2 separate regions of the Mus musculus genome follow, and region 1 is linked to region 2. A link is a contact called in public promoter capture Hi-C data. All regions are on one chromosome and are shown on one strand. Each heading gives the region's core, a stretch centred on a gene start, on an enhancer-like site or on the middle of the called end of the contact. The rest is flanking DNA. Distances are from core to core; before and after follow the strand shown. Region 1 holds the start of Col5a3 (collagen, type V, alpha 3). Region 2 holds the start of Shfl (shiftless antiviral inhibitor of ribosomal frameshifting).

Region 1 (2,700 bases), core at 21-2,520, 54 kb after region 2:
CCTAGAATCCAGTCACTGTGGAGGGAGACAGTACCCTGGGTTCAGTGGGCAGTCAGCCCAGCCAAACTGGAGAGGTCCAGGTTCAACGAGAGACACTGCCACCAAAAACAAGGGGGAAGAGTAATGGAGAAAGGCAGCCAAGGTCTGTCTGGTCTTCAGACATGGATGCATGCATGTGCACAGCCCCACTCCGTGCCCACGCACAAACACATGAATGTACACAGAAGTTGGAGGGAGGGTTAAAAGTGCGTTTTGGAGTCAATGGTGAGTGTTTAAAGATGGTACCAGACACCAAACTCCAAATTCCAAGGTTCATGGGGGTTTAGAGAATTGTAGGAGAGGTTGGGAATCTGGTGAGGATTATGGAAGAAGCGGCTTCTCAAAGGGCAGGCAGACTTTGAGAGGACGCTGGGACTCCTTCCTTTGTGGACCTTGAAACAGAAAGGGTTAAGTGTAGCTTTAAACCAAACCCTAATCCCATGTCTGAGGGGAGACTGAAGGTGCTTTTATTTCGATATAGGGTCTTACTATATAGCTCTGACTATCCTGGAACTCACTATGTAGACAAGGCTGCCCTTGAAGCCAGATGGTGATGGCGCACACCTTTAATCCCAGCACTTGGGAGGCAGTTCGAGGCCAGCCTGGTCTACAAAGTGAGTTCCAGGACAGCCAGGGCTATACAGAGAAACCCTGTCTCAGAAAAACAAAACAAAAAACAAAACAAGACAAGGCTGCCCTCAAACTCTGAGGTCTTCTTGCCTATGCTTTCTGAGTGCTGGGATTAAAAGTGTGGGCCACTGTGCCTTTAGTTTAGGTGCTTGATTTTAAGATTACATTTATTTATTTTGTGTGTGTCTGGGGTGTGGGGAGTGTGTGTGCTGTGGCGCGCATGTGGAAGTCAGAGAACAACTTTTGGGTGTTGGTCCTCTCCTTCCATCCTCTGGGGTCTGAGACAGAACTCAGGTCCTAAGTCTTCGTGGTTAAGGGCCTCTCCCTGCTGAGCTATATCTTTCTACTCTGAGGTTGAAGGTTTGATCAGGCTAAGACAGCTTTGAGAAAGTCAGTGCGAGAGGCATTCTAGGGCTAGTGGGCGTGGCCCATCGTCTCGGTGCTGATGTCCGGCAAGAATGGCCCTGATCTCAGCCAGCCAATCAGCGCGTGGTGCACACTTCGCAAACTTTTTCCGTGCAGCTGTGGGTCCCTTCCCCGCCCCCCTCTCGTCCGGGCCCCGCCCGGCAAGGGCTCTAGAGCGCAGGGCGCGGCCAGGGCGGGGTCTCGGGCAGTCTCCAGCAGATCCTCACAGCCTCCGGCTGTCCAGAGTGACTGCTCCCAGGAAGACCAGTCCACATCCCCCTTGGCCTTGGTGCACCAGGCCCCGCTGGGATGAGAAGCTGCCGGAGACTGGATCAGCTTCAGGCCGGCCTCTGCCTGCTCCTGGCCTCCCTGCAGCTCGTGTCCTGGACGCTGGCTGGTGAGCAGGGACGAAGGGCTGGAATAGCATTTGAGGGCGCAAGGGAGATCCCAAAACGTGTGTGCAAGGGAGAAGTGTTTCATAATGGGTGCCATGGTGATGTGGAGGCCCTAGGGTCTAGCTCTAGCTGACAGATGCATGTGAGGAGGGAGATGTTGCCAGGAAAAGTGTGGGCAGTGTTTACAAGCTGGTGTGTGAAGATGAATGCTCCTTGGTATAGTGCAATCCCAACATTTAAGAGGCAGAGTTAGGTGGTTTGCACGGTCAAGACTTGTCTGGGCTACTTACTGAATTGAAGGGCATCTTGGGCTGCATAAGCAGACCCTGTCTCTAAAAAGGGCCAGGGTGAGTGTATGAGACATGGGACTGTAACTCGGTTGGAAATGGCTTTTCTAACACACACCAGGCTCTGGATTCCATTCTCAGCACAGTGGTGCATACCCACAACCCCAGGACTGGGACCATGAAAGCAGGAGCATAAAGAGTTAGGAGCCAGTCTGAACTACATAGAGAATTTGAGGCCAGCATGGGCTATATGAGAGCTTGCCTTTAAAAAACCGTATTTTAAGCTAGGCATTGTGGCACATGCCTTTAATCCCAGCATTCATGAGGCAGAGGCAGGCAAGTCTCTGTGAGTTCAAGGCTAGCTTGGTCTACAAAGTGAATCCAAGACATCCATGGCTGGCTACACTGTCTTAAACAAACAAACAAACAAACAAACAAGCACAAAACAACCCCTCCCCCACCAAAATCTTGGGTGTGATGGTTGACTGCGATGGCGTAAGTGTGGGTGACAGGGCAGTTCTTAGGAGGGTGTGAGAGGTCAGTGGGTCTGTGGGTCTGTGATTCTCTCCCTCCTTTCTCCTCTGTTGTATGAAACAGGGTCTCATGGGGCTCAGGCTGGCTTCACACTTACTATGGAATCCAGGCTGTACCTTTGAACTTCTAACCCTCCTCTATCCTCCGAGTGCTGGGACTGCAGATCGTGTGGTACCGGGGATGGAACTTGGGGCTTCCAGCATGCTAGGCTAGCATGCTCTCTACCAAGTTTCATCCCTAACCCCACTGAGATTATTTTTGAGAGTAATCATGTGTTACAGATGTGTTTATTTGTTTTTGGTTGGCTGTAGTTGGGATTTAGGGGTTTATATTATTGCCCACGGGACCATGAATGGCTGATTCTGAGGTTGGTGGTGAGTGGGATGGACAAATCAAGAATTCACAGTTTT
Region 2 (2,700 bases), core at 96-2,595:
CTTTCAAGCAAACAGAAGCCGAGGAGCAAAACAACCATATTGCCTTGATTCCTTCATCCCTCCTGTCCAGGCGTCTTTCTTCCCAGGATCTGCCCAGCTCAGACTTTCTTCTTATGCAAGAAAGGGTTGCCTTGAGTTTTCTTCGACATTCAGTCTCCTTATCCTACTGTCCTGTCTCTTCCATTTGAGGTAATCAGCATGTAATGAGCACCTACTGTTTGAAGGCTGCTTGAGAAAGGAAAGGACCCTAGATGGTAAGGGGAGCACTCACTGATTGTTCCTTCTGACAAGAGAATGGGAATCCCCCTTCCTTTGGGGACAGGGGGAGGTTACCTGAGCGTCCAGGTCGTTGCTCAGCTCCTGTCCGTCTTTCTGCTTGACACCTAGTGGGAGAACATGGGAGGGGCTCTTGAAGGGTGTAGGAGTTCCAGGCGGTGGAGAGCCTCCGGTTAAACGGAGCCAGGGTCGCTAAAGCGCTACAGCAATTCTGAAACCACACCCACTCAGTGTCCCCCCCACCAGGGCTGACTCACCATACACGATAGAGCGCCCAACTCCGGTGTGGTCGCTGCCAAACTTCCTCATAAGAGCCCCTGCCTTCTTGGGGGACACTTTCCCATGAAACTTCTCCCGGAGGCGCCTGACGCTCTTCTCCAACTAGGATAGAGGGGGGATAAGCTCTGATGTCGCCGGCGACGGGGAGCAGCCCCCGCACCTTCATTCTCCTGAACTTGACCCTGGCTTCTGGCCTCCGCATCCCCATCCCCCCCCCCCTTTAAGCCATTTCCTGGAAAAATCCGAAGTTCTCCAGGCATTGGGGGATGGTGGAGACTGCGGCGCGTCCCAGCCTCCCCGGTGCGAATTTGGGGTCTGGCGGTGTGTGTGTGTGTGTGTGTGTGTGTGGCGGGATGCAGGCCAGGTTACCCCCTTTCCTTCTGACCTCTGACCCTACAGCCCCACTGTGCCCAGGGATAGAGGAGGGAAACAGCCCAGGGGGCAGGGGTGTTCCCGGGAGCCCTTTCCGCGCCGCCGGTGGCGCGGCTGTCCTACCTCCACGCCATCCTGAGCCATGGTGGCCGGAGCACACCTGGCTGCGCCTGGGTCCGGGCCTCGCAAGCCTGGGTGGCGTCGCCGCAGCTCCGCCTCCCTCGGGCCCCTCTTTCAGTTTCGTTTCTACGTAAAGCTGGGGACCCTGAGGAGACCCCGCGCAGGCCTTGCGGCCACGCGTCTGCTCACGCGCCCTGTAGTGCTCCCGGGTGGTGCTCCCGGGCCTCCGAGCGCGCCTCACCGCGTCCTGCGCAGCAGCGCGGCCTCTGCAGTCGGTCACATGTCCCCACGCTGCGCGGGGTCCGCGTCTTCACGTCCCCCTTGGGGGCGGAGCCGCACCACAGTTCGGTGCTCCCTCGCTGCTCCTCCTATGCAGAACCCGAAGCGTCTTCGGACCACCGTGGCGTTTTGCTATGCTCAGCAGTTCTAACTCCCACGGCTTCTCTCTCTAATTCCCACACTCTCAGCCTCAGTTTCCTCCTCTGTAAAATGGGCATGCAAGATAGGCATGGTGACACACACCTGTCACTCCAGCAGTTGGAAGGTGGATGCAAAAAGATCAGGAGTTCAAGGATGTCCTAGACTATGTGTGACCCAGTTTCAAAAAAGAAAAAAAGAAAAAGGGGGGGGGGGAGGGGAACATCCTAGGACAAAATGAAATGAAAGATTTTTTATTTTTTTTATTATTTTTTTTTTAGCAAGTTTTACAGACTTCTCCAGAGAATGGGCCCCAGAATCTAAGAGGCCTGGGCTTTTTCACCCCGTTTAAATACCTTCTTCCCAGTGAACCTCTGCCTTGCCCCTTTCGGTACAGAGCTTGGGTCTCACTATGATCCAGGAGCACAGAAATCTTTGCTGGGTGATCTGGCTCCCACCACCACCAAAGGTGGATGCCACAGGTGCAGATAAGGTGGTTTAACAGTGAACCGGAGACCAAAGCCAGAGAGGGGGAAATGGAAACTGATCTACCCTCCCCTTCAGCCTCTTTCCCAGGCCCCATAGTTTCAATGGTGGCCCTTATGGTCCAGGTTACTCTGGAACTTTCTATGTAGCTGAGGATGACTTTGAACTCACCATCCTCCTGCTTCCACCTTCTGAATGCTGGGGGTCTCATTGTATAGCCGTGGCTGTCCTTAAACGTATGGTATGGTGGTCCTCCAGCCTTCGCTCTGTAGCACTGAGATTACAGCTGTGAGCCACCGTGTTTGGTTTTCCAGGGGGATTAATGTCACTTAGCACAATGTGGGACATAGATATTGCATCAGTCACCAGGTGACCTTTGAAGTGTCATGCTGGTTGGAAGCAGAGTAAAAATGTGAAGAAAAGCCAACTCCTGGCCCCTTACACCCTTGTAGACTTCTGGCTCCAAGGAATCCACATTGTAAATCTAAAGCCGAGAATCATGTGAGCATCGGGCCCTGGTCTCTACGCAAGCCTGAAAGGAACACCTCCAAATGGATAGTCATCAATAAGTTATATTGAAATACTATAGCTGTTATGGAAAGTGGGATAGAAGTTCCTCACAGAATACAATGAGCATAAGATCTGTCAACTATTGGGGAAAATGCCTGTAGGAAAGGAAACCAGCTTGTTAATGAGTGCCGGATACTTGCGCCTGTGTGCATTGCTGTATTGTTCACGCGATGTCCATTA

The links. Capture Hi-C pulls out chosen DNA fragments and counts their contacts.
Region 1: a contact with region 2 is called in a promoter capture Hi-C map of adipose tissue. The contact joins the promoter of Col5a3 here to the promoter of Shfl in region 2. A contact is called at or near these places in 6 of 484 Hi-C or Micro-C datasets (the G1E-ER4 cell line, the HPC-7 cell line, granulocyte-monocyte progenitors and 2 more), 1 of 115 datasets of contacts at active chromatin or transcription factors (embryonic stem cells) and 3 of 9 other capture datasets (adipose tissue, liver and pancreatic islet).

What each region holds. Positions count from the first base shown.
Region 1 is chr9:20,813,637-20,816,336 of GRCm38.p6, reverse strand. It overlaps Col5a3 (collagen, type V, alpha 3), which reads left to right and starts at 1,270. Exons shown (of 67, transcript NM_016919.3): 1 at 1,270-1,471. The coding sequence starts at 1,384.
Region 2 is chr9:20,867,287-20,869,986 of GRCm38.p6, reverse strand. Shfl (shiftless antiviral inhibitor of ribosomal frameshifting) reads right to left here and starts at 1,345. Exons shown (of 8, transcript NM_175687.2): 1 at 1,051-1,345; 2 at 534-657; 3 at 334-383. The coding sequence starts at 1,071.